Regions from separate parts of the Mus musculus genome. Here regions 2, 3, 4, 5, 6 and 7 are each linked to region 1. Evidence: chromatin contacts called from public HiChIP or PLAC-seq and promoter capture Hi-C data. All regions are on one chromosome and are shown on one strand. The core of a region is the stretch at or near the end of the contact, and the rest is flanking DNA. Distances in the headings are between cores, read along the strand shown. Region 1 holds the start of Got1 (glutamic-oxaloacetic transaminase 1, soluble). Region 2 overlaps R3hcc1l (R3H domain and coiled-coil containing 1 like). Region 3 overlaps R3hcc1l (R3H domain and coiled-coil containing 1 like). Region 4 holds the start of Loxl4 (lysyl oxidase-like 4). Region 5 has its middle 19 kb from the start of Loxl4. Region 6 has its middle 9.9 kb from the start of Gm25216. Region 7 holds the start of Pyroxd2 (pyridine nucleotide-disulphide oxidoreductase domain 2).

The links. Promoter capture Hi-C pulls out the DNA fragments that hold promoters and counts their contacts. HiChIP or PLAC-seq counts read pairs in DNA pulled down with a chosen protein or histone mark. Capture Hi-C pulls out chosen DNA fragments and counts their contacts.
Region 2: a contact with region 1 is called in a promoter capture Hi-C map of neutrophils, with 4 times the contacts expected there. The contact joins the enhancer-like site here to the promoter of Got1 in region 1. A contact is called at or near these places in 8 of 39 promoter capture datasets (the 3T3-L1 cell line, 3T3-L1-derived adipocytes, hematopoietic stem and progenitor cells and 4 more), 3 of 115 datasets of contacts at active chromatin or transcription factors (bone marrow-derived dendritic cells, large pre-B cells and microglia) and 1 of 9 other capture datasets (adipose tissue).
Region 3: a contact with region 1 is called in a promoter capture Hi-C map of liver, with 3 times the contacts expected there. The contact joins the enhancer-like site here to the promoter of Got1 in region 1. A contact is called at or near these places in 5 of 39 promoter capture datasets (the 3T3-L1 cell line, frontonasal cranial neural crest, hippocampal neurons and 1 more), 2 of 115 datasets of contacts at active chromatin or transcription factors (bone marrow-derived macrophages and hepatocytes) and 2 of 9 other capture datasets (embryonic stem cells and liver).
Region 4: a promoter capture Hi-C map of adipose tissue shows a contact between it and region 1, with 4 times the contacts expected there. The contact joins the promoter of Loxl4 here to the promoter of Got1 in region 1. A contact is called at or near these places in 2 of 39 promoter capture datasets (the 3T3-L1 cell line and liver), 4 of 115 datasets of contacts at active chromatin or transcription factors (bone marrow-derived dendritic cells, embryonic stem cells, fibro-adipogenic progenitors and 1 more) and 3 of 9 other capture datasets (adipose tissue, embryonic stem cells and liver).
Region 5: a promoter capture Hi-C map of the 3T3-L1 cell line shows a contact between it and region 1, with 3 times the contacts expected there. The contact joins the enhancer-like site here to the promoter of Got1 in region 1. A contact is called at or near these places in 4 of 39 promoter capture datasets (the 3T3-L1 cell line, frontonasal cranial neural crest and hippocampal neurons), 1 of 115 datasets of contacts at active chromatin or transcription factors (bone marrow-derived dendritic cells) and 1 of 9 other capture datasets (liver).
Region 6: a contact with region 1 is called in a FOXA1 HiChIP or PLAC-seq map of pancreatic cancer cells. The contact joins the enhancer-like site here to the promoter of Got1 in region 1. A contact is called at or near these places in 1 of 39 promoter capture datasets (cranial neural crest), 1 of 484 Hi-C or Micro-C datasets (liver) and 1 of 115 datasets of contacts at active chromatin or transcription factors (pancreatic cancer cells).
Region 7: a FOXA1 HiChIP or PLAC-seq map of pancreatic cancer cells shows a contact between it and region 1. The contact joins the promoter of Pyroxd2 here to the promoter of Got1 in region 1. A contact is called at or near these places in 2 of 39 promoter capture datasets (cranial neural crest and liver), 1 of 484 Hi-C or Micro-C datasets (Sertoli cells) and 7 of 115 datasets of contacts at active chromatin or transcription factors (astrocytes, cardiomyocytes, differentiating embryonic stem cells and 4 more).

The regions. Positions count from the first base shown.
Region 1 is chr19:43,522,657-43,526,342 of GRCm38.p6, forward strand. Got1 (glutamic-oxaloacetic transaminase 1, soluble) reads right to left here and starts at 1,949. Exons shown (of 9, transcript NM_010324.2): 1 at 1,682-1,949. The coding sequence starts at 1,799.
Region 2 is chr19:42,537,833-42,541,518 of GRCm38.p6, forward strand. All of the region lies in intron 1 of R3hcc1l (R3H domain and coiled-coil containing 1 like), which reads left to right. Among named protein-coding and RNA genes, the nearest start is that of R3hcc1l, 21 kb to the left of the region's middle. Within about 2 kb of position 1,694, at least 37 of the 459 cell types and tissues checked have an H3K27ac peak or open chromatin away from gene starts, as enhancers often do. A contact at or near this core is called in adipose tissue, where this site is marked.
Region 3 is chr19:42,589,265-42,592,950 of GRCm38.p6, forward strand. R3hcc1l (R3H domain and coiled-coil containing 1 like) reads left to right here. Exons shown (of 7, transcript NM_177464.4): 7 at 1,341-2,992. The coding sequence ends at 1,408. It overlaps Loxl4 (lysyl oxidase-like 4), which reads right to left. Exons shown (of 15, transcript NM_053083.3): 15 at 3,015-3,686. Among named protein-coding and RNA genes, the nearest start is that of Loxl4, 22 kb to the right of the region's middle. Within about 2 kb of position 1,912, at least 11 of the 459 cell types and tissues checked have an H3K27ac peak or open chromatin away from gene starts, as enhancers often do. A contact at or near this core is called in liver, where this site is marked.
Region 4 is chr19:42,610,917-42,614,602 of GRCm38.p6, forward strand. It overlaps Loxl4 (lysyl oxidase-like 4), which reads right to left and starts at 1,890. Exons shown (of 15, transcript NM_053083.3): 1 at 1,802-1,890.
Region 5 is chr19:42,629,860-42,633,545 of GRCm38.p6, forward strand. No RefSeq gene overlaps it. Among named protein-coding and RNA genes, the nearest start is that of Loxl4, 19 kb to the left of the region's middle. Within about 2 kb of position 1,857, at least 90 of the 459 cell types and tissues checked have an H3K27ac peak or open chromatin away from gene starts, as enhancers often do.
Region 6 is chr19:42,688,157-42,691,842 of GRCm38.p6, forward strand. No RefSeq gene overlaps it. Among named protein-coding and RNA genes, the nearest start is that of Gm25216, 9.9 kb to the right of the region's middle. Within about 2 kb of position 1,810, at least 29 of the 459 cell types and tissues checked have an H3K27ac peak or open chromatin away from gene starts, as enhancers often do. A contact at or near this core is called in liver and pancreatic cancer cells, where this site is marked.
Region 7 is chr19:42,751,190-42,754,875 of GRCm38.p6, forward strand. It overlaps Pyroxd2 (pyridine nucleotide-disulphide oxidoreductase domain 2), which reads right to left and starts at 1,586. Exons shown (of 16, transcript NM_029011.2): 1 at 1,148-1,586. The coding sequence starts at 1,274. Gm19437 (a long non-coding RNA gene) reads left to right here. Exons shown (of 4, transcript XR_386719.3): 4 at 106-247.

The DNA of each region.
Region 1 (3,686 bases), core at 699-3,198:
ATCAAGCTCCTCTCCATTGGCAAAGCAGCGAATGCTGACCTTTTTATGCTTTTTATTTTGAAAACTTTCAAACATACATAGAAATTGGGAAAATGCTAGGTATCATTTATGTCCAGACACCATCAATAAAACAGCATTTTAGGATTTTCTCTTAGCCACTCCTATTCCTTGATGAAGTGTGTCTGTGTCTGTGTCTGTGTGTGTGTGTGAGAGAGAGAGAGAGAGACAGACAGACAGACAGACAGACAGACTAGGGCTATTTTGCACATCCTCTCTAAGAACCTAGATGAAAGAGAGCGAGAGAGAGAGAGAGAAAGAGAGAGAGAGAGACAGAGACAGAGAGACAGAGACACTAGGGCTATATTTGCACATCCTCTCTAAGAACCTAGATGAAAGAGAGCGAGCGAGCGAGCGAGCGAGAGAGAGAGAGACAGAGACAGAGAGACAGAGAGACAGAGACACTAGGGCTATATTTGCACATCCTCTCTAAGAACCTAGATGAAAGAGAGCGAGCGAGCGAGAGAGAGAGAGAGAGAGAGACAGAGAGACAGAGAGACAGAGACACTAGGGCTATATTTGCACATCCTCTCTAAGAACCTAGATGAAAGAGAGCGAGAGAGAGAGAGAGAGACAGAGACAGAGAGACAGAGACACTAGGGCTATATTTGCACATCCTCTCTAAGAACCTAGATGAAAGAGAGCGAGCGAGCGAGCGAGCGAGAGAGAGAGAGACAGAGACAGAGAGACAGAGACACTAGGGCTATATTTGCACATCCTCTCTAAGAACCTAGATGAAAGAGAGCCAGCGAGCGAGAGAGAGACAGAGACAGAGAGACAGAGACACTAGGGCTATATTTGCACATCCTCTCTAAGAACCTAGATTCTGAATCCCCTTAACGTCACCCTCTGCTTCAAAACAACTCCATTTCTTCTTTCTAACCTTCTAGCGCTTTCAGTTCCGGTTGGTTCCCTGCTGAGAGCATCAGTCTGCTCACTCTTCTCTCCTCGGCTGGCCTCTGCACGTGGCCAAATGCACACCAAGCTCTGTAGAGCTTCAAACATCCAAACAGTGATGACGAAGTCGCCGGAGGCTCGAGTTAAAGGGCTTTAGAAACTACAACACAAACGACCTTGGCAGAAGGCTAACTTGGTTCAAGGCAAATGATCAAGAAATGAAGACCCAGATGTGTGTGGCCTGAGATGCATGGGCTTCGCCTCATCTGCTCCACTCTGAGAATAAACCAAACCTACATCTTCCCCATGTGGGTTAACAGGCTTCCTAAGTGGCGTCTGCTACTCGCTCAACCCGGACTACAGCTCCATTAGGCTAACAGCTCTTTCATTCCCAGTTCCAGTTGACCACGAGACGCTAAAGCTACCATACTTCTCTCTCCTTACCATCCCCATCGTTGCTTTAGAACAAGTACTATAAAGAACACTGGGTGGAGAAACAAAAACAACATTTGTGTCCCAGATGTTACACCTGTTCTGCGTGACCTTGAACACCCCCTCTTTCCAAGGACTCTGTATCGCCATCTGCAAAATGGGTAGGTTGGTGATGTCCTCGTGGTCCCAACCTTCTCTCCTCGGGCTCCTCTCAGGGAGACACAAACTAAATCTCAGCTCCTCCTACGCCCACCTCCCCCCAGGCTGCTCGCATTCCAAGGCACTGCATCCTTACCTCCCACGCCGAGGTTAACCTTGCGGGGATCTGGATCATCCCGGAAGTCCGCAGTGAGCTTAAAGACCAGAACCGGAGGAGCTTGCGGAACCTGGGCAAAGACTGATGGAGGCGCCATCGCGACAGAATGTGCCGAGACCTCGAGAACGAGCCGGGAGCAGCTCTGTGCGGTGCGGGGTCCGGTGACTGGAGGAGACTCTCACCTTCGCCGGCGGGCGGGGCAGCCCGCGGCTTCCAATGGTCGAGCCGCGTCCGGAGCTTGGCAACGCGCTTAACCAATCACAACCTTCCGACTAAGAAGGGTTAGGCGGGGCAAGCCTCTACTAGCCAATTCGAGAAGAGGATCTTATCGGAGGCTTGTATGATGCAACCAATGCAATGTACACCGGAGGAGGTGTGGGCAGAGGCTAGGATGATTGGCGTAGCGTGTTCCAATCGCTGAGGCTTTTATTCCTTGGGGTGATGAGGATGGTGCGGGTGGCGGGAGTCCCCAGAGGACAACCTCCTGACCTTCTGGGGCCTGGAGACCTGGGGCGGTGGCCCGCCCGTGGGGAAAGCAGAGAACAGGTCTTTCTGTACCCGCTGAGCAGGTGACTGTCGCCGCCAGGCTCCGGCGGTGCGCACGTTCCTGCGTTGGCCAGGCCCGGCTGACAGCCAAGTGTCTGGCACAGGACTCTAGTGGTCCGCTTGGACACACTGTACCCAATCGTGGGTGACCTTGACTGTCTCCACTCAGTGCTTCCCCAGAAAGAAACCTGGATGTGTTGTCTTCCTTGATCGCTGGCAGGGGAGACCCTGCAGAAAGTAAGGGATGAGCACATACTAGCTTGAGAATTTTAACACCAACCCCCAGCCCCGGTAGATAACCGGGGCCGGGAAAGCCTAGCCCTAAAGGACCTTGAAGGATCTAGCGAAGCCTCTCTCTGCAGCATTCCTCCCACGCGTGCTGTCATCATCGATTGGCACACACCCAAACTGCTGCTTCTTTCTGTCAGGTCAGGCTGCTCCTTCCCCTGAGAGTCTATTTCTGTCCAGATCCTTTCTCCACCTGTTGACCTTGAAGATTTCACATCTGTCAGCCATCCATAAAACCTCTTAACACGCTGTTTGGTTAGACATCTCTCTTTCCTGTACTTGGGCGTTTTGTTGTCGACGTTACAAGTTTAGAAAGCCTCCTGATGAGTAGGAACCTAACTCTGGAGCCAGGCAAGTTAGGTTTAGATGCCGGCTGACTCTGACCTACTTGGGCAGGCCTGTTCCTGCTCTGTAAGATGGAGATAATAGTGTTTTCCTCCAGGTTGTTGTGGGGATTAGGTGAGTTAAGACACATAAAGTGTTTAGTTGCATACAGTAAGTGCTCTCTAAATACTAGCTTTGTTATGGCGCAGGGTCCACACCCCCTCCTAGATGGCATGATGCTTTGCCTGGGATCTGGCAAACCTCCCTCCGTTTCTTCCACTACATATTCACCCAATGCTGGAAGGCGCCAATTCCTTGGTATTTTGCGAGAAAACAGCATCATGGCTTCCTTTGGGTAACATGATAAATCTTCACGAGTTTTCGGTTCAGAGGATAAACAAAAGCCATCGAACTTTGAGCACTACTTGCTAAGCTTTTCTGTCTTTTTCTTTCCAGAAACATCGCCTTGTTTTTGTTTTGTTTTGTTTTTTTAAGGAAACTGCCCAAAGCATTTCATTAATGTTTTCCCCTAAGAGTCACAAGCTAATACGGAAGGTCCATCGGCTGTGCACTTTGAGTACGTCCAAAAATCACAGCCGAAGGGCAACTGGGGAGGGGTGTTCTGCAACCTAGCCTTCCTAGAATTTAATTTAGAAGTGTCGTCTTCACAACGTTAGGCAACAATGTCATGGTCACTCCCTGCGTCATTCCCAGGGAGAAAAGCAACCCTAGGTTACCTAAACACTGTTGGTTTGGCTAAGAACAAATAAATATTTCTCTGTGTGTGTGTGCATGTGCTCGCCTGTGTTCCTGTTCAGTTAGAGTT
Region 2 (3,686 bases), core at 444-2,943, 990 kb before region 1:
CCAGAATGTGTGTCATTCATGGAAGTCAGAGGGACACATTGTACCTATCATATCCTTGTCCATTTTGGGTGATTTATAGGACTTCTTGCTCTCTATTCTACAGTTTCTGCTTGTTTTCTCTTCAATTTTCTCAATCTAACTAGGACAAATAGAGTGGAGGTTGTCCGGGCTTTATCTGATTTTTATTTCCTAAGATAGTTAATGACCAGTGCACATCTTGCATGGGAAGTGCAGTAGTCACCAGTCACCTGCTCAGCCTAACCTATGACCCACCCTCTTGTGCGGATGTCCTGAGAAGCAGAGCAGAGGGAACACAGTATTTGTGACGAGGTTCCAGCCTCGTATTGCTATTCATATTTATGTGGCCATGGCCATTAAAACCTTGGATCTGAGCTGAAGATGGTAGTGTGTGCCTTTAGTTCTACTCATGAAACAGGGGCAGAGGCAGGCGGATCTCTGAGTTTGAGACCAACTGATATGTAGATAGTGAGTTCCAGACTAGCCAGAGCTATATAGTGAGACCTTGTCTCAAAAAAACAAAACAGAACAAAATCTTTGGAACTTCAGTATCTTTATTTGAAAAATTAGGATGTTTATTTTTAACCTATTTGATCCTTTTTAGTTGTGTAAGATTTTGTGGAAATTCTTTAATATTTATGTGAAAGGCAGTACTATTCTTAAGTTAGAACATTATAGCAAAGGCACACATTTTAAATATAGTATGTTATCTTGCTAAAAACATCTGTTGATAATTAAGGCCTAAGCACTAAAGACAGAAAGACACTCTAGCGAGACATCTTTTTACTCCACAAAAAGATAAATTGTCTGAGCAGAGGTTCAAGGTGGCCATGGTTCAGTCAACATTGAAAGACTAGGAGGAGCCAGGCCATCCTGAGTGGGGAACAGGGGCAGTTGATAGTACATCATTTAGAGGAAATCATTTGGGAAAGAGTAAAAGGAGAAAGAGAGTTTGTGAGTTCTAGATTTTTTTTTTTAAGATTTTATTTTATTATTATATCTAAGCGCACTGTAGCTGTCTTCAGACGTACCCGAAGAGGGCATCAGATCTCATTACGGATGGTTGTGAGCCACCATGTGGTTGCTGGGATTTGAACTCAGGACCTTCAAAAGAGCAATCAGTGCTCTTAACTGCTGAGCCATCTCTCCAGCCCGAGTTCTAGGATTTCATATCACAAAGCTGATGTCACATTCTATTTTTTCTAGCCATAAAAGTGGGAATAATTTTGAGATGAATCAGTTATGTGACTCTTAAGTTGCTGGAGGGCTAAGGGTAGCATGGAAAGATCAAAGGTAGGCGTGGAATCCAGTCAATCAGATGGGTGTTTAGGAAGCAGCAAAACATGGGTACAGAAATGTGCTTGTGAAAGCAGGCAAGGGTTAGGATTTAGCAATTTGATAGACAAGTAAGGGAATAGAGGCTGTTAAAGCAGACTAGGTACATACAATGCTTTAAAATTCTGTATAGGACAGGATTTTAATCTGCCCTGATTTTAATAAGTTTTCTTGATGATGGTCTACTGTTAGATTCAAGGCTCCACACATTTGGGGTTATTGATGGTACCACTGACAAACTCTAGGTGGTTTGGTGGTTTGATGGTTCTAATAGCTTCACACTCCATTGGAAACACATATTCACAGATATGCTCACCACTGCTGCGAGTTCATTTCCCAGGAATGAACTGGCTAGTAAAAATTTGGCAGGCAAGCCAGCTTTTCAAGTACTGCTAGGAATAGAGCCCAGCTGTTTCCTTTGGGCTTTGAGCTGTTGGAATTCATTGTTAGCAGCTAGAAAGAATCAAACTGTAACATTTTTTTAGCCTAGTTCATGACAGGAGGTGTTAAGATTTCTGTTCTAGAGGTTTATACTGCAAGTAACTTAACCTGATTGTGTGTCTTAATATTACTGGGCTTCTGACCGCTGAAATATGGCTTGGATCGATGGTGGTTTGGAGAAAGTAGAAAGAGGGCTATCCATCATTCAGAGGCTCCATAGAAGCTGGCTGATAATGCTGCTTTCACCAAGCAGCCATCTGTCCATCCATCCATCAGTAGGATGAAATGAGATTTAGCGGAACAGGCAGCCGTAACTCTGAGACACTTTCTAACCAACAATTGTAGCTCTGGCCTGAGTCTGACCACAAAGCACAGCACTGGGGTTTGGCGGGATGTAGCTGTAAGGGCAGTCTACTTCCCGTCACTGCCAGCCTAGAACAGAGTCAGTTTGAGGCCCTTGCTCAACCTTCCTTCCCATACAGAATTTGGCTAAATTTGAGATGATGAGACTGTTGTTCTCTTAGCTCCAGACAATGTTGCAGTTAAGTGAATGTTTTTCATGGAGAATATTTTTGCTTAACACTATAGGAACTTTTTCTGTGTTCATCACAGTAATGAGGGATGAGATTAAATTAAATTTAAATAATTTAATAATTTTATTTCATGAAAGTTTTTTTATTATTAAATTAAAATTTTACCCAGATTCTTAAGTAGTAAAAATTGAATTTTTTCTCCCTATATTAGTGGTTCTTAAATGAAAGGAAGAAAATATGGACAGGGAAATGGGTAACATTATTAGCAAGAGACTGGATGATACCTAAAATGGGTAATGAGGTTTTGATAACTGAAATCCAACTATGTCTTCCTCGTTACTGTGTTTCCCGTGTGCCATGCCTTCTGAGAGAGCCTCCTGATGAGTGTATGGTATTTTGTGTGCTTGTTGCCAGCCTGGTAATGCTCCTAGTCATGGCCAGCTTCCTTGGCCATATTATTGCAGTGGTCACTCAGACCTCAGCTCCTGCGCTTTGTTCTGAAGCCTTGATTTTCACTTCAGATTGAGGGAGGGGTTGAGGGAACCTAATGTACCGGAGATGCCTAGGAAATGAGAGCCTTGGATGAATTCCTGGGCTTATTGATCCACCGGCAGTTTATGCATCCTGACATTCATACTCTCAGTAGGCTGCTGATGTCCCTGATTAATGGGCCCAGGGGCTGTCCATCCGTCACTTCACATTAATTACTGAAGAGGTGTTTTTCCAGTGATTTACCTGACAGTGGGCTGTGATAAATACCCCTAAGCAGAGTGGGCAGTGATTAATCACAGGACCACACCCCTCCCCCCACTCTCTTTCCCCTAACCACAGGCCAGCACTGGGACCTGACCAAAGAGTGCCCCCTCCCCATGAGCTATCTATCTCCATAGTTGCTTGGGGATGCATATTTATTGGGCATGAGACCTGGCAGATAGCATTTTAGAATTTGTGCCAAAGATGATGAAAAATAAATCTTATTGGTAGGAAGAGCATGTTTTTACATGGGGTAGCTAAGTGTATGTGAGCTGCTTGCACGTTACCTTAAAATTCTGAGGGAGCGTTAGCTGCCTACTATGCATGTACATACATACATACATACATACATACATACATACATAGATACATAGGGATAGTTGTTTTACAGGCTCCAAAAAGGGCAAAGGGCTAGGTGGTTAGATGGCTCCTTAGGTAAAGCCAGGTGTTACAGAAGCCCGATGACTTGAGTACAATCTCTAGAACCCATATAAAGGTGGCGGGAGAGATGTGACTCCACAGGGTTGTCCTTTCACCTCCATATGTACACTGTTGAATGTGTGCCTACATAGCACCATGCATGGGCACACACATATATACAAACAG
Region 3 (3,686 bases), core at 662-3,161, 930 kb before region 1:
TTATCCTTGGCATTGCTCATGGAGAACCTCAGCCAACCCAAGCCTGCCTGCTTTGCAGTTGAATTCTTTCTTGGGCGTAGTGTTAATCAGCCTTCAGTTTATAATTTGTTGATCCTCATTTTTTTGCCTTGTGTAATTTTGTTGCTATATTCAGATGATGCCACAAGATGGTGCCCAAATAGCAAGGAATTTCTCTCTCACATTCCCAGCCAACTTCCTTCCCCTTAACAGTACAGTCAAGTGTAGTTTAGAGATTTTTTTTTAAGTGATGTTCATGATTTGGAAGATAGGTTGAGATAGCAAGTGTTAAAACTCACCTTGATTTCTGTAATCTACCTGGTTCATGACTTGAAGACTCTTTTGTAGACATTGTCAGTCTGGAATAAGAACTCTTAAAAAGAATCATTTAAGGCTTATAATATGTATTTCTGGTATTAAGGTGAATGGCTGTCAGCTATAAAGTTAGAACTGGTATTGTGCATAAAAGAAACTATTTGGAGCACAAAGTTGTATATGTTATATTGGAGACACCTACCAGTACACCTAGGTGTACCTCAGAGCTCAGTTACCTAGACACTGTGAGCTCCTTTGCTAAAGTGGTCCTCCTGCATTAGTTTTTTAGGTAGCTGGGCTTACAAGCATGGTCTGCTGCTCTCAGCTAGTATATATGTACTGGCAAATGAAAATGAAAAATGAAGTTTCTATATTAAAAATAATTTAAGATGTATTATACAATTTATATTTTTTTGTCTTAAAAATTAATCACTCCTTTTCCTCCATTTTATCTGGTGATTATTTTTTCTTTCTGGAATAGTCTCTAGAACAGTGGTTTTCAAGCTATGGGTTGATCCTTTTCACAGGGGTCACCCAAGACCATTGGAAAACACGGGTATTTGCATTGCAATTTATAACAGTAGCGAAATTATAGTTATGAAGTAGCACACATATAATTTTATGGTTGGGGTCACCACAACATGATGAACTGTATCAAAGGGTCGCAACGTAGGAAGGTTGAGAACCGCTGCTCTAGAACACTTTTGGTTTGGTTTGTGTTTAACGTGTGGAGCCCTGAGTTTCATCCTAAGCATGACAGAAAAGAAAAGGAGGAAAGGTAGAGAGAGAAAGGGGAAAAAAAAAGAAAGAAAACAAAACCAAGAGTAGTATCAATTCTTTAAAGCACTTGGAAAGCTAAAAAAATGTTAACCTCTGGGATCAGGTGAAAGGTGATCAGGGAATCCCCCTGTCTCGTGAATAATCTTTGTCTTGTAATTTGATTAAAGGAGACTTAGTGGCTGTGTGAAATCTATAATCATATGATTAACATTGGCCTTTATTTACAGAGAGAAAACGGTTGGAAGCCAAGCAACGGGAAGACATCTGGGAAGGCAGAGACCAGTCTGTGGTTTGAATATCAGTTCCTGAAAGGAATGAATCCATGATTGGGAAGTGGTTGATATTCTTGAGACAAGAGGATCTTTCCAGAGCTGTGCACATGCAGATGAGCATGTTAAAGAAAACATGAACAAAACAGACGACTTGGAGAACGAGGGTCCAGTCCTCACTCTTGAATTCAGACCTGTCCACTGTGACAGAGACGTTAAAAGGAACTGTCATGTGGGAAGGAAAATGGAAGTGGCTTCTAAGCGTCCTGGGTGGAGCAGGTCATCTTCATGTGGGTCAGGCCTCCAGGAAGTCTGAAGCAAATGTAAAGCAAAACAGGATTCAAGCCTGCAGTGATAGGAGTCGGAGGTCCGTGGCAGGGCAGGGCGCTCCTTAGTACTTCTCAGAGTTGAGAACTGCAGGATGAGGGGCAGCAGTAAGACAGGGAGAGGAAACAGCTCACAGACAGGAGTGCCTGGTGCACTCAGCCCGTACAGAGACTACACTGCTGGCCCAGAACTCCAGAGCCCCTGAACCGCAGCGCATCGTGGGTGTTTGTTCCTGAGTGTGTACTAAGCTTGGGGCCTGGTACTTGGGCCTGCACAGCAGCCGGGTCTGCTACCTTCCTTCCTCACAAGGACCAGCCCTAGGGAACTGAGTGCCGCTCCAGTTTAATCAGTGATATCTTGTGAGAGGGAAAAATTAAAGGCTATTTTATAACATAAATCATTATGGTGTTTATAAATCTTAACCCCCATCCAAAAGCCAACATCAGAAGAAGAAAACAGAAAAACCTGTAAATGAGTTCTCTAGTCTTCAAGTCTCTGATGGTGTGCCTGGTTTAGACAGGTACTAACTTTTATCAGCCCAGTGAGTATAGTGCTCTCTGTCTTCTCTGCCCTAGAGTAGATCCCTAAGTGCCGTCGTGGCAGTTCTGTGTGGCAGCTTCTCTTGCCCTCGTCTCCTCATGCATCTTCCCTCCAACCTCTTGCGTTGTTTTTCCATAGCCGTCAAATCTGACACCCTGCAGGAAACGTCTGGCTCCCAGTGTGTTCTTGGTACGATCTTAGCCTGTGCCAGAGGGGCTTGGCAAGCAGGCCCAGACCATGCAGTACAGTGATGGGCCGAGCCGCCGGACAGCTTAGAGCCACCAGCTCAGCCTTTTCTGTCTCACAGCGGCCTTCTTGGTGGTTTTGGAAAGTCGTTCTGTGCTGAGGAGACGGTAGTGCTGGTCTCTAAGGTGCTGAAGTGGCAGGAACCGGTGTCACATTGTGTTTTCAACTGGGGCAGAAGTTGCTTTTATTCCCGTGACAATGATGGATTATTAGCTTTGTCTAGAACGTGGTAGAATGGGGCTCTTCAAATATCCCTCGATGACCCTGGCCTTGGCTCTGAGTCCTGACCTGCCCCTCTTGCTAGTCCCGGCTGGAGCTCTGTCACAGTTCTTCAGCATTGTTTCTTCACTCCAGGCTTGCCTTTCCAGAGGCTCTGTACAGTGCCACCTTCCATATGTGGGAAAGCATTGTTTTCTTGGTCCTCTGTTTCTGCTCAAGTCTTCAGCTGTGTTCACTCTGCTCGCTCTGCTCTGTTTGAGCAGTGAATACAATGAAAGAAAATACCAAGGACTCCAGTACTGCCTTTTATTATTTTTATGTTATTTATTATTAATATAATAATATAAATATAATATTTATTTTTATATATTACATGTTACCTTATTAATTTTTCTGTTATTAATTTTATGTATGTCTGAATTCCTGGTAACTGTGGAGGCCATAAGTGTGTGTAGATCTCCCGGGACTAGAATTACAGTTGGTTCTGAGCCACCACATGGATGTTGGGAATTGTACCTGGGTCCTCTGGAAGAACCAGGCTCCTAACTGCTGAGCAGTTAACTGATCCAGCCCCCCAGCATGGCTTTATACCGAGAGACACTTTGAAGGCACACACTTGCCATGTTTTCACACCCTACCCCAAGTTAGATACCAGACCATGGCCATACATGTACCAGACAGCACTCACCACTGAGCTACACCCTCAGGCTGGATGACCTTGAGAAAGGACAAACATGTCTGTGAAAGGACTTCTTGTTAGCTGCTTAGAGTCCTTCTCTATAGGCATTGCTAATGTTTATTACCCAGTTTTTAAAGAAGCAACCCATCTTATGTCTGATAATCAGCTACGTTTAACTCTCAGGATAACTCCCATCAGTCTCGGAGAACAGTTTTTTAAAGTCAGCATTTGAAAGTTTTGGGACAGGGCTGTTTTTACTTCCATTGAAAATATGCTTTTTGCTTACATTATTC
Region 4 (3,686 bases), core at 640-3,139, 910 kb before region 1:
CCCTTCCACCTACGCTATGAGGCCAGACCCCACCTCCACCCCATCTGACACACAGAGACTAGGCCAACTCTTCCCATTGGCTCTGCTGCACTTTCTCCCAGATGACAACCCCGACTGGTGTCACTCCACACTCAGGGTCCTGGGGGATCCAAGATGATTGTCACCAGAGTGTTCTCTTTCCATGTCCCCTTTCTCCTCTGTGCTCTTCTGAGGGGGTGGGGAGTGGGTCACTAGGTCTGAGCTGAGAGATGACCCTATACTGCTCCTGCTATGGGTCAGGGAACTACCATCAGTGACCATGTCAAGAGTCCAGGTTTCCTCTCTTGGCCTCTCAATTTGCACACATGTGAAATGGCCCTAGGGTGTTAACATGCTGTTGGGGGTCTCTGATAGGCTAGGCTGTTCTGCTTTGTGACTGTGGCTCAAGTTCCCACTGTTGGAGGTCTCCTCAGAAGCCACAGGCCTTCAGGCTCCTTGCCTAGAGGCAGGGGTGGGCTTCTGCTGCAAGACCTGTGCCTGTAAGCTAGGGCAGTGCCCTTCCTTTCAAGCCACCAGGATGCAGGCCCTGGAGAGCCTCCATACTTCCTGCCCACTCCAGGTTCCCAGAACTGTTACTCACACCAAGCTCGTCTCCTCATTGTCATTCCCAAGACAGAGCCTTCATCTCCCAGGGCCCATTGTTAAACTCCTACACACATGTCAACACCCAGCTCAAATGCTGCTCCCTCCAGAAAGGCCTCCCAGTATCCTACCTTCCTATTTGTTCCCACTGGACTGAGTACAGGAGGACTGGGCTGAGAACTGGGTCTTGGAGAAAGAAGGTGCCCTTTCTCTTCCCCAGGGAGAAGGGAATGGGTGAGGGGGCCACAGGATAAGAATGCCTCTAGGACCCTGTTTGAATAGGCCTCTCCATTTCACAGATGGAAAGGTCGGGGCCCCAGGAAATGAAATAGCTGGACTGGCCAGAATTCAAACAGGCCACCTGGCTACAGTCTGGGCTCTCATTGATTGATCGATGTTGGATGAGGGAGAGAGAGGGAGGGTGAATGGAACTCTACCTTGTCACTGGCTATATGACTCAGGCTGAAGTGCAAGGGCACTGGAGTGAAGTCTGAAGACACAGGCACCTGCCCTGGCCAGGAGGGAAGGCTGCGAGAGGATGATTGCCCAGGATTCCTAGAGGTTTGGGGGGGGGGGGCGGCTATCCTGAGAGGCTAGCTGTGGGTCACTCCTAGTCCTTTTTCTGTGACTCTCTGGGCCTTGGTCTAGGCCCTGTACCCTTATGGCATCGTTCCTGTGGTTAGAGCAGAGCCTACAAATAGGCTCCCACCTATATAGGGCTGGGGAAGGTGGGGTTTGAAGCCCTCTGCCTCCAAACCCTCTTTCACATCATCTCCAGCAGTCAGCTCTATGTAGAGGGGAGCCCAGCTCTGCTCCAGCTCTTAGTGCCCCGAGTCACAGGAGAGACATCTAGTTCTATTTTACTCCGTCCCCAGCATTCTTTCAGGGTGAGAAATGGTTACACACAGTGTGTTCACACACAGTGTATTCACAAACCTAACACCCAGACTCCTGCTTGCCAGAGCTCTCTCCACTCATGTAGCCTTGAACCAACTCCCCTAACATGATGGGCACTTGTCCAGTGGGGAAGCAGGTTGTGACCCACCCACTGGGCTGACTTATCCATGGGATCCCCCCATTCCTCTGAGCTTCTAGAGGCCTGCCCACCCGCGAGAAACAGAAGAAAGGACAAGACAGACAGCAAGAGGCAGACAGGAGATCGCAACAGGCAGGAGCTCACCGGCAGGATCTGGAGGTCGGGGCTGGGCTGGGCGCCACGGCAGAGCAGCGCTAACGGGCCTCCCGGGGCGCCCTGGGGGCTTTTTATCCGCCAGCCTCCCGCCCCAAGTCCGGGCCTTCCCCGGGGGAGGTCGCAGGCCCCGCCCCGGGCGCGCCTGTGTGCACGGGCAGCCCCGCCCGGCCGGCCACCAGCCAGGCGCGCAGCTCGGGACTGGGCCAAGTTGGGAAGTCCCAGGCGCTGCGGGGAGCGTGGGGGGTGACGGAGTCCCGGAGACGCATGGCGGGGGACAGCGTCGGGTGGCAAGGATCCGGTCTGCGAGTGCCTCTGCAGGCACGGTTTTCTCCTCTGTCTAATGGGCGATCGGAGCTGTGTCCCATTAACCTTATAGAACTGAGCGCCCCACAGTCTTAGGTCTGGATCCCGTGGGCTGCTTCTGCAGGGCAATGCAGGCGTTCTTTTGGGGTGAGGGCCCCGTTCAGTGGTTGGGTGATGCAGCTTAAGTAACAGTCTCTCTGTGACCTGGTCCCCAAGGTTTACTGAAGGCGGCTTGAGAGCAAAGCTCTGCTCATTATGAAGTTCAGTCCCAGGAGACAGGATTTGCTTCCCAGAGTCATAAACCTCGCAGCAGAGAACTTAAGACTTCCGGTACTTAGCCAGGATGTCCCTGGTCCTTGCCAGGTTCAGGGGATGAGGGCAGTGGAGGACAGAGGGGAATGAGAGGCTGTGGAACACAACAAATGAAGGAAGGCCTGCGGAGGGGAGTCCCCCAGCTGAAGAAGCAACCAGGCTCCAGGCCTCGGGCTTCCAGTCTTCAGCTCCTTCAGAACCTCACGTGTGAAATGAGCAGACTGTTTCCAGTATCCTCTCTAGTCTCAGAGCAGTGAGCGGCGCGTCCCCCACCTTGCCTCAGATTGACAGCTAACGGTTTCTTCATTCAGGACCCTCTGTTGATTTTTCTCCTATGTGCTAGAAAAAGGGCTAAAGTGCTAGACGCTGGCAGGGGGGTACCCAAGTCTGAAGAGGGAAGATGTGCAAATAAAGGTGACCTCAAGGCAGAGGTAATGAGGGCCAAGATGGCATGTGACAGCCAGGTCACCTTGACCATGTTGCCAGAGACCTGGGTCCACCCCTAGCTGCTCATGTCTAAGATGTCCCCCCAGTGGCCCTGCCCCACCCGACCTGGGCCCAAAACATTCCCTAGGATGAATCAACAGGAAAGAATGCTCCCAGCCTCAGGTCAGTGGCAGAGGCAGAAACCCGGCTCCTCCCCTAGGGACAATGAGGCAGCTGTGGACCAGGATACCAGGTATGCACGGGGCCTCCACCCTCTGCCCAGCCACCTCTAATGCAGAGCCAGGAGCAACATGGGAGGCTCCGCCTGCTGCCAGTCACCCACCAGGCCTGGCTGCCCAGAGCTAAAAATACCTTGGAACCCAATGAATGAATTGATGTTGGCCGGAAGTCCTTACCTTGCAAGACTGGCCAGAGGCAACGGTGGACAGCAGGTGAGGGTCTTCCTTGAAAAGTGAGGGTATTAGGCCTAAGCTTAATTCCAGTGGGATTTCCCCTTGTTCTTAAGTGCTAATTTGTGAGGGTCAAAGGGAGAACTCAGTTCATCTTCACTGCCTGAGACAGGATTTAACTAGGTCTGCAGCTTCCTCCTGCCTGACTCCCTGGCCTCACAGGACCTCAGCCCAAGGTCTGTGACCCTCTACCATACGCTTCATGGGCAAGACAGTGTCTGCCTTGCCCTGGCAGCTCTTTGACTTTGTTTATCCTGAGTATATTACAAGTCCTACAGCAGTACTCAGTAACTACTCACATTTGGAATATATGGTCTAGAAGTCACAGGTCCCCAGACTGGTCCCAGGAAGACACAGGCAAG
Region 5 (3,686 bases), core at 607-3,106, 890 kb before region 1:
CAGTGGAGGGTGAGTCCAAACCCGGGGGAATGAGGAATCAGAGGCACTAGAGAGACCTTAGGGACATGCCCACATTTCTAGCCTCTTTTGCCAGATAGACGCTAGAAGGATGTCGAGAGCTACTTGCCGGACTGGATCTTCCTGGTCGGAGAATACTCTGCACACGCCTGAGAACTTCATTCAAAGCAAAGCATTTTCAAACCAGTATGCGTATCTTCACCTCTGTGTTTCTGGAGGATGTCATGTCCTTGGGATAGACTGGAAGTGACCACACCTGAATCCTAAGCCTTTATTTAGAGCTTAATTCTGATGCTCAGAGGCTCGCTATGCAACAATTGAAGTACCGCAAATTGTGGCCTCGCTGAACCTGCAGGGCTCATTCTGAGCAGAAGCTTGAGGGCCAGAGAAGCAGAGAAACCTGCCCACAGGCACACTGCAGTCCTGACTGGGACAACGGCTGTGAACCAGTTGAAATTCCTCCCACCATGAGCAGGGGTTCACCAGACTCACAATCACTTCAAATACCCCTCCTGCCCCCACCACAAGGTCTCTGTGTAGCCTTGGTTGTCCTGGAACTCACTCTGTAGTGAGTTCCATGCTGGCCTCAAATTCACAGAGATCCACCTGCCTCTGCCTCCCAAGCACTAGGATTAAAGCCACCTAGCTTCTTCAACTCATCTTTAGTCCTGGGTTTTATCTCAGTTCATTAAGTTCTGGCCCCTGCCTTGGCAGGGGAGATGACCTGACTTTCAGGTGAAGGTCAAAAAGAAAAGATGCCCATTCTTAGTGTGCAAACTGGCAAAAACTAGTTTGGGAAGACAATTTAATTATATTTTTTTACAAAGTTAAATATACATATTGCATATAGTCCAACTCACTCCTGGGTGTTTCCCTAAGGGAATAAAAATAGATTTACATAAAAATGTATACCTGAATGCTTTTTTAGCAGCTGGATTCAAAAATCAACAAACAAAAATCCTCAAAACATCCCAAATGTTTTTCAGTAGATAAGTAAAACTGTGGGACATGGTGGCCCCTGCTCAGCCACACAAGGATCAAACGCGATGGCCGGTGACCCTCAGAGGCACCTTGTGGCCACAGGAACTAGCCTCAGCACTAAAGACCTCTTGGCTGCATTTCTAGAACATTTTAGAAGAGGCAAAGCCACAGTGGAGAGAACACGTTAGCAGTGGTCAGGGGTTCTGGATGTGACTGCTAAGGTAGCAGGAGGTTTGGCTAGTAACCTGACTGAAATGGACTGTGTGTGAATCTGCCTAACATAGCAGGCCTTCAAGCTGCTACAAATGAACCATCAGTAAGCCACTCCCCACCCCAGTCAGCCCCCCAGCCCCCTGCACACACACACCCAAAGATACAGTTATCCCAAGGCAACCAACATAACAGCAGGGCTTGACATGTCGCTCAGTAATAGAGCACTTTCCTGACATGCTTCAGACCCTGGGTTTGATAGCCAGCACTCCCAGGTCAGCAATAGCAACACCCTCAGCCAGCTGTATGCTCCAAATAAGATAAAAAGCATGAAGGAAAAGACACGTGGTTGCTAGCATGTACCAGACCTAACAGCGCCAGGAAGGGAAGCATCCCAGGGAGGGGGCTGGTGCTGCAGACCCCACTTTCTGCCGTGCCTTGGCCTCAGAACGGACTTCCCTCTTGACCACCCCCTTCTCCCACCCAGTCTGAAGGAGCACCAGTTCCTAGGCTTTCCCTGGAGTGCCCAGAAGCTGGTCAGGAGGCATCAAGACCCTCTGCGGTCTGGATTCTGGGGAGCAGCTGGCTGGCTCTAGGGACAGAGGTGTGAATCACACTTGAGTGTTACTTGGAGCTCCGCCCACTCCCTGGGATTCCAGAGAAAGGAAAACCACCCTCTGCTTCCACCCCAGTCATCTATCAAAGAGCAGTCTCGCTCCACCCTTTTTACTAGGAAAGACTCCGGAAGCGGAATTAGCTGGAGTCAGCTAAACTAGCCAGGAATTTAGGAAAGCATGCATGAATGACGCAAGGATGCCGGGAAGAGGGACCCCAGGGTAGCAAGCTCCCAGCTGAAGCTGATGCTGGCAGAGTCTCTGCGCCTGTCTGAGGCTATGTAATGACTCCGGGGACACAAGGTTGCATCAGGAAGGAAGAGGGGGAAGAACTCGGTGGTGGCTCTAGCCATTTGTAGCTGGGGGCTGGGGGGGCGGGGTGTACATTCTTGGAATACATTCTTATGGCTTGAAGTGATGGGCTAGGTGTTGGGCAGAGCTGGGCCATCCCAGGTGGCTCTGGGGCCACCAGTGTCAGCAACCAGTACTTTTCCCCGGATTACTCACCCGGCTTCAAAACAACCGCACCCACTTGCTTCGGAGGCTGTCCTGCATTTTTCACCTTTGGGCTATCATGCCAAGAAGAAATATCAGCCCAGGAGGAAGCTTTTGGCCAAGTTCAAAGGGAAGGGCTTTGGGGAATGGAAAGTCCTTTGAAACCTGCCTCAGAGGGTGATGGCCTGACCCAGATTTTCCCTTTTCAAAAATATGCTCAGAGCTCAAAGGCCCGAGTGTCATGTAGACATGGGTGTGACAGAGTTCAAGGAAAACAGAAAACAGGAACACAGCTGCAATTTCACTCAGAGAAACCTCAAACCTGTGTGCAGCCAGCCTCCAGAGCTTTTAGCCTGTTCGGGCACGGTTCTGTGGGGACTCCGGGGACACTAGTAGGGGTTGAGCCTGGAGCACATCCTGTGTCCCTGGCTGCATATTTGGGGCCAATTCCTGTCCCAATAGGAGGACCCTCTACTTCATCCCTCCTGCCTGGCTATCTTAGTTTCCTGAAACCCAGTAGGTGACCCAGCCATCACCCAGTAGGGATCCCCCCACCTGGTGGTGTTTCTGAAGCCTGGCACTTCAAAGACTCCACCCTCCGCAGAGAAGGTGGGCCAGGGTTACATTTCGTGCAAGCATGTCTCCTGTTCTACAGTTTCCAGTCATCTCCATGACAGACAAAAAACTTGTCTATCCTCCTTCCAGCAGGGCAAGAGGGTTTGACCCAGAAAGGATAATCTTGGGTCTCGTCCAAGTTTGATGCCTACCTTTCCCCTGGAGAAAGACTTGGAGGCAGTCTTTTTGGAGATTCCAGTCTAGCTGGGACTGTTCAACCCAGAATTATTCGGTTATCCATTGAGTGATCAGTACCACAACACATATGAGTCTCACCTGAACCCAGCTGCCAGGGGCCCTTGCCGTTCTATGACCTCAAAGCACCTCATCAAAGCAAGTCTCTGCTCTCACATCGCAGGCTCCTGTCTCCTTCATTCTCTCCTATCTGCCACAGACCCTGTGATTGAGTTATGCTTGGCAGCATCTCCCAGCCCAAGCCCAGAGGTGTGTTCTCCACGCTGTGGTGTGGCCCAGACTCTGAGGCATGTCCCTTAGCCAGCTGCTTTTCGGTAGGTTCTGCCCGTGGGAGGCAAGAAGGAGACAAGAAGATAGAAGAGGGAGCTGGACCTTGCTCTTTACTAGATCTCTCACCCAAGGATGGTTGTTTATCTCGGTAGTTAAAGCCAGTTCCTGTGTCTGGGTTTGACACATGGTTCTAGACTCAGCTTCCTTGCGTCCTTCAGATGTACGAAGCAAAGTCACACCTCCCCTAGAAGCCTCATCTTTTCCCCAGCCCTAGCTCCTAGCTTCTAA
Region 6 (3,686 bases), core at 560-3,059, 830 kb before region 1:
CTTGGGATTTGATATCTTATCTGTTATTGGCATGGCTTTAAAAAAAAAAAAAAAAAAAAAAACCTTCCCCAGCCCCCATGGCTGTAAAGTTAGGCTTGGTTCTTCCTCCCAGCCCCGTGCTCTCAGAAATAAAACTCAGACTCAAAATATATTTACAAGCACCCTGGCCATATAGCTAGGCTTTTCTTTCACTAGATCATAACTAAAGATTACCTATTTATTTTAATCTACACTCTGCCACGTGACTGGTTACCTATGCTCAGGTACCATGCTTCTGTCACCTCACATCCTCTCAGACCAATCTCCTGCAACTGGCTCTATCCCAGAATTCTCTCTCCTCCTGGATGTCCCACCTCCCATTCCCTGCCTAAGCCATAGGCCAAAGGCTTTTTAATTGACAAGAGATGCATCCATATAACACACAAGACAGTATACACAAGATAGCCTCTATACATGCCTATCAAACATCTCTCAGGGAGTGACAGGGGCCGGCAGTCATCTCTGGGGTCTTGCCCAGTGCTCTAGTCTGGACCTTTAGCTTCCTGGGGTTTCTAACTGTGCATTTTGAGCATTCTGACACCCCCATGTGCCATAGTATGCTGGCATATGTGACTCTAAAGCCACAGGGCTTGCCAGGGCCATATGCAGCTTTTCTTTATTACATGGGCAAGGTCTGAGGTGTGGCCTGGTTGAAAACAGCCGTTCTGAAGTTTTGACACTAATTTCTGAAAGCCTGAAATGCCTGATACCCACAGGCTAGCATGTGACTGTGATACATGCTGAGTGTCTCTAACCCCAAACTTCTAAATAATCCAGTTCTGGAACTTTTTGAGGTCCTATATGACACACAAACGTAAAATTCCACACCTGACCTCATTTACCGTGTTGAAGTCAACAACACAGGCTCATTTAAAATACTACATAAAATTACTTGCAAATTGTGTTCATAACATGTATAGGAAACACAAATTTGATGTTTAGATTTGGGGTACACCCCCAAGCTATCCCACCACATATATGCAAAGATTCCAAAAGCTGTCCAAGAAAAAAAATTCAGAAATCTGGTTCCAAACTTTTCAGATTAGAGGTGCTCACACTGAACCCATTTGCTTTCTAGATGATTTTGGCTTTCTAGACACACGTGACCAGAGGGGCATTGTATGTTGTCCATCAGGAAATACACAAAGGCGCGGTGTCACCTGCCCGCACACACAGTTCCAGAAAACCACACTCGAGGGGGTGCGGAAATCAATACGGAAAATGAGACACTCAAGTTACCGCAAAGGGCTATTTTTGCTTATTCCAAATTGCTCTGTTTCTGTAAGTAGCTATTTTCAGTCAGCCGCTTCCCTGGCTATGTATAGGGACGGCACTGCAATTTAAACACAAGTGGTAAGTGAAAAGAAATCTGCAAATAGGCTCGCACCCCAGGGATAAATCTGGGGCAATTGAAAATGTGGTGGAGGTTGGTTCTTTCCCCAAATTCGGAGCCACTTCAAATTCCACTCACAGATTGGAACTCATCAAGAAATAAATATCCATGTAAGCTGGTGGGACACTTTCTAGTAAGTGTTCAGGGTTTAAAAATAGGGATTTCAAAGGCAGTGTCTCCTGAGTGTCTGGGGGCTACTCCCTGGGCTGTCCTGCCCTGCCAGCCAGGGACATGTTTAGACAGCAGGTGAGGGGAAGCTGGGTCTATTTTTAAAGGTTTCTGGTTTTCTGATCGTTGCCAGGGAACCTGGGGACACAAGGAGTGTGACTTGGAAGGTGGCCTCACACATTGGGTCAGTGAATCATCTGTCAATTATTTACTGGTCCCACTGCTCAAATAGAGCGGATCTGCCTACGGGAGTTGGGTGTCCTTTGCCAGCACATTGGTTTCTCTGCCTTTTCTTTGCACTTTGGCCAGGGCATTTCCTGTTTTCCGTAATGTCTCACAGTTCACATTCCCTCCTAAAGTCTTCTAAGAGTCCAGATTGGGCTAACCCACCACCCTGTTAGTATGGATGGCCCATAGAAATCTTGGAAGCCCTTAATGGTGGATGCCTCTTGGGGAAGGGGTGAAGAGAGGCCCCAAAGCTTTTACTGCCCTTGTTTCTGTGTGGGTTGAGTTTGGTACATTGAGCTGGTATGTCTTTCATAATTTTCAAAGCTTCTCAAATGTTCAATTTGCTTCCTATGTGCCAAGAACTCTTCCTCATGCATCAGAGTCCTGGGTAGTAACCATTGCATTTGTCACCCACAGCCTTGAGAAGAAGTGGTCACCACAGGTGGAGGTCATTGGAACACTCAGGGGCAGGGCTCTGGAAGGCACAGCTGCCTGAAGATTGGCTGGCAGGTTGTCACTCAATGGCAGTGACAAATGTCATTGCAGGTATCTAGGTTTGCGCTGGGTGCCCTTTGCTTGGAAATGTCACAGGGATTTAGGTTTCCACTGTTCTGTGACTCTGTGTGCTGCCTCAGTGTCTCTTTAGCCCTGGCCTTGAGGGGTGTTCTCCATAAAGCCTCACCAATTTCTGCTTTCTTTTCTTTTCTTTTCTTTTCTTTTCTTTTCTTTTCTTTTCTTTTTTCTTTTCTTTTCCCTTTCCCTTTCCCCCTTTCCCTTTCCCCTTTCCCTTTCCCTTTCCCCCTTTCCCTTTCCCCCTTTCCCTTTCCCCCTTTCCCTTTCTCCCTTCTTTCCCTTTCTCCCTTCTTTCCCTTTCTCCCTTCTTTCCCTTTCTCCCTTCTTTCCCTTTCTCCCTTCTTTCCCTTTCTCCCTTCTTTCCCTTTCTCCCTTTTCCCTTTCCCTTTTTCCCTTTCCCTTTTTCCCTTTCCCTTTTTCCCTTTTTCCCTTTCCCTTTTTCTCTTTCCCTTTTTCCCTTTCCCTCTTCCCTTTCCCTCTTCTCTTTCCCTCTTTCCTTTCCCTTTCCTTTCCTCCTCCTCCTCCTCCTCCTCCTCCTCCTCCTCCCCCTCCTCCTCCTCCTCTTCCTCCTCCTCCTCCTCCTCCTCCTCCTCCTCCTCCTCCTCCTCCTCCTTCTTCTCTCTCTCTCTCTCATCTTTAATTTTTATCAGGCAAATTCACCACTCAGTCCTGTATGAATCTCCTAGTTTCCCATGTCCAAAAGCTGTGGACAGATGCAAGTTCTGTAAAAGAGGTTTTTAGAAAATTGTTGGATCTACGTGAACTCCATATCACAAGTAAGGGGAGGAAGTGATGCCAGGGAAGGGGACCAAGGAGGACAGAGTAGACTGACCTTGGGGCTTTGGCCCTAGAGATGCAGTTTCACCCCAGCTCGAGGGCACTCTTTCCCCTGGTGGCTTGCTTTATAGCCTTGGGAGTAGTGTCACCTCTTGTCGCTCATTGTTTGACTTCTGGGAGAGAAGTCATACCAATACAGCTGTCCAGGAGGATGACATATCCTTCTAGCTGTTATGAGCCCCAACGAGGGATAAATAGAGAGATATCAGTCTGATTGGACAGGAGCTTTATGGAGCCTACCTAGGTCCCTGCACTCTCCGAGACATTTACAAATTGGTTGGACCGTGTTTTTATTTTTTCCACTACCTCAAGGCCATACCATTTTTCTTTTTAATATACAGACCATGCCTCAAATGAAGTAAGTGCCAATAAATATTTGTTGAATTGATTTTCCTGTTCAGAGACATGGCAGATGGACCCTCCTGCCTTATGAGCATAATTCTTTAGT
Region 7 (3,686 bases), core at 336-2,835, 770 kb before region 1:
GACAAGGAGATTTTAAGTGACAAAGAACAAAACCCCCAAAGTCCAGTCCCCAAGTCCTGACTGACTCTCCTGTGGCTTCAGGTGACCTGTCCCTTTCTGCTGCAGGATCTGCTAATCCCCAGCCCTCAGGGGGATGCCCACCCAGCAGGAGCCCACTGAGCCTGGGCCCTTCTGCCATCGTCTTCACACAGTGGAGTGTTGAGTGGATGTTTTCAATGGGAAAAGAAAAAAAAAACCAACTTGGTATTTAAATCAAGAGTTGCATATATTTGATTTGTAAAAACTGTGTGAGACATATCTTTATTTTAGTATCGATAATAAAAAAAACCAAGTCTGTGTATAATAAACACTCACTCATGCGTGCACAAATTGGAGAGGGTGGTTCTCAGTAGACACAAGAAGAAGCCAAACCAGGCCAGCATTTATTTAAAGCTGTGTGATGCGTCTCACAAAAAAATGTGAACCTGCTATCATCTATGTAAAAGCCCAGCTGGGAATAAAAGCCTTCAGGTCCCAAAAGTGTGACCCGGAAGGCCCTGGTGTGGAGTGCAGCCTGGCCCTAGGCTATGCCTTAACCTAGTACTTGAGGCTGAGAGTCAGCAAGATGTTGCAGGACCACCACTGTAGCAGGTATCTATGTCTGAGGGAAGCCATGGGAGATGACACCCTTTGTGGATGCATTAGGGTGTCTGGGAACCCCTCAACCACCTTTTCTCTTTATGAAACAACTCTGGCTTCCTTTTCCAATGGATGATCGCAGAAGTGAGATTGGCTCTCATTTGTCTACAGTCCGGAGGTCTTTGCTTCCTGCATAAGGTCCCGGGAGGAACTCACTCATTTTGCGGGAGATACAGGGAAACTCCTGCGTTTATTTAGTCACTCATTATCATTCTAGAGAGAAAGGTTTAAACCCAGAAGGCAAGAGCCGTTCTAGTCCACACAGCACACCAGGGTGGAATTAGAACCCAGGGATCCTGATTCCCAGGCCAGGGAGGACTTCCATCCCAGGTCCTGCTCACTGGAACTCCCGGCCAGGTCGTGCCCATAGGAGAGGCAGCAGCAAGGCTCCTTGGAGGCCCCTCCAAGGCCGGTGGGCAGAACGCTGCCTTCCTTCCCTGAGCTCTGGCTCTGCCCTCTTTGGTTTTACCTGCTCCTATCACCACGGCATCGTACTCGGGCTTCAGGCGCCCGTTGGCTCCCGACTGAGCTCGTTTCCAAGTAGGGCAGGGAGAGGAGTGCAAGGCCCTGATGAGACCTCGGCCGCCGGCAGCCATTTCTGCCCCCAGCAATTTGCTTGCACAGTCAGCTTTCCAGAGGCCCAGGCAAGGGGAGGGGCTGGGAGTTACAGTTCAGTGTCAGCCTTGGCCTTGGGCCACCGTTTCCCAGGGTCCGAGCTTCTGCGGCTCTGAGTTTGCGCAAGCCAGCCTAGAGGAGGGGGCATGTAGGCTAAGAACTGGCAGAGTCTGAGTAGCTTCGAGGAGTCAAGCGAGTAGGTGGCAGAGTCTGAGTAGCCTCCAGGAGTCAAGCGAGTAGGGACCAAAGAGAGAACAATTTAACTAGGTTCTCCCAGGCCCGGTAGTGGGCTAAGGGAGAAGAGGAGCCAACGCAGAGGCCCCGCCTTCCTCTTGCCTCCCTTTTCTGTACCGGCAGAAGCCTGGGGGCGGGGCCGAGATCCTAAGCTGTGGGATGGGCGCTGTCAACTCAGACTTTACTCCTGCTTGTCTGGTAGTCAGGGACCTTGCAAGGTGACCACTGCTCCTTGTTGCGGGATCCTCCCCAGTCATCTTTCAGTGCCTTTGGACGACAGAAAAGGCCACCCACGTCTCCAAGAGCTGTGTGTGTGTTCTCTCACGCACACTCCAGTGAGGCTAGTCTTGCTGGGAGGAAGGATATGGACAGTTTGGGCACCTTTCCAGTTTTCCAAAGTTTCTCAAAGATTTGGGCTCACACCTGTAGATTACCTCAACTAGTATGAGTCCATACATACAATCCCTGTGCCCTATCTTGAACAGAGAGGACCGGTCCACTCCTCAGGAGTCACTCCTCTACAGGAGAAAGGCATTGGAAGTGGCGAGCTGCAATCATGAAACGGGCAGCCTTGTGTGGCAGTTTGGACAAGAGAAAGACAGATGGGGGCGGAGCCGTAGCTAGGTCATAACTTTGGCCAGCTTCCAAGATGGCTGGCTTCCTCCTTACCCTCCTGACCTGGGACAAAAGCCTGACGAGGTTTTTCTTGGCTAGTAGCGCTGTTTTTTTAAAAACTGGGTATGCTGCAGCAGAGGGGTGCTTTAGCAGGCCCATGCTGAGGCGTTCCTCTGAGGTGTCAGCCATAGGACAGGCCTAGTATAGAAGGAAGTTTATCTGAGACCCGGGAAGGGGGTGTGGGGAAAGGAGTAGAGGAAGAGAAAGAAAGGGGACAGAGAAGGACAGAAAGAGAGAGGAGCAAGAAGGGCAGTGGCCAGCAAGAACACGTGGAGAGGAAAAAGATGGGGTGGGGAGGGGAGGGGAGGAGAGATAGAGGGAGGGAGAGAACAAGGGGAGGGGGATGAGAACGGGGAGGGGGAGAGGGAAAGAGAAAAGAGGAAGAGGAGGAGGAGGAGGAAGGGAGGGGGAGGGAGGGAAGGAGGGAGGGAGGAGGCAGAGAAGCAGAAGCAGCAGCCCAAACAGTCCTTATGTGCCTGGCTCCTGGCTCACACCTAGCCCTTGCTAGGTAACTGTTAGGAGAAGCCTACAGGAAATGCTAACAAGTAGACTTGCCTGCCCAGGGACCAGATGACAAGTTCAAGGCCAGCCCAGGCCTTGCTTACCCCACTCTTAAAAGCCCTGGCCCTTTGGGTTCCAGGGCACCTCCTTTGCTGTGCAGACGGCCTTTTCTCTGTGTGTACCCTGCTGGGGTGTATTTCTTCACCCCTAATAAAAGCCTCTCCAGTGTTTCTGTCTGCTGCTGGTTGCTATGTTTGAGAATTTATTTCTCTGGCTCTCAAGATTTTTTTCCTTCCCTTTGAAGTCTTTAACTGCCAGAGAAAATGAACTGGATCAAGACCCCCTAGACGGTAATAGGAACCTGTGTCAGAAATGATTCAAACCCAGAAGGCATGGCAAAGATGGCTGAGTAAGAGGGCCTCTGAGAATCCCTCGACCCTCAGCATGGGCAGCACTCCGCACACGAGGAAGGTTTACACTGTCCAAGAATCTCTCCTAAAACCCCGAGTCCAAAGCCTCTACCTCCACACTCATGCAATCAATTAGAAATCGATGTATTTAATAAACAGCTGCATCTGCACTCAGTAAGCAGACACCTGTTCTGTCTTTGTTCACTCAGCAGGTACAATAACGAGTTCAATGGTATTTGAATAGTTTGTGGTGTAAGACACACAGAGATTAAAGTAGAGGGGATTTGAGGGCTCTAAGAAAATGCTATAAGTCTGCAGATATTGCTATCTCCAGGGGTTGCTGGAATATACTCCACAGATACCCAGGGATGATAGTAAAGTGGGGGGTATGGGTTAAACTAGATACCTCATACCATGTGGCTTCTAAGACTTAAGAGAAAACTTTTATAGTTTTAAAGCGGGTATCCTAGTGGGGCTGGGAGATAGCTCAGTTAGTCAGGTGCTTGCCACACAGTCATGACAACATAAAAAACAACCCATTGAGTGGTGGCTCTCATGCACCTTAGTGCTAGG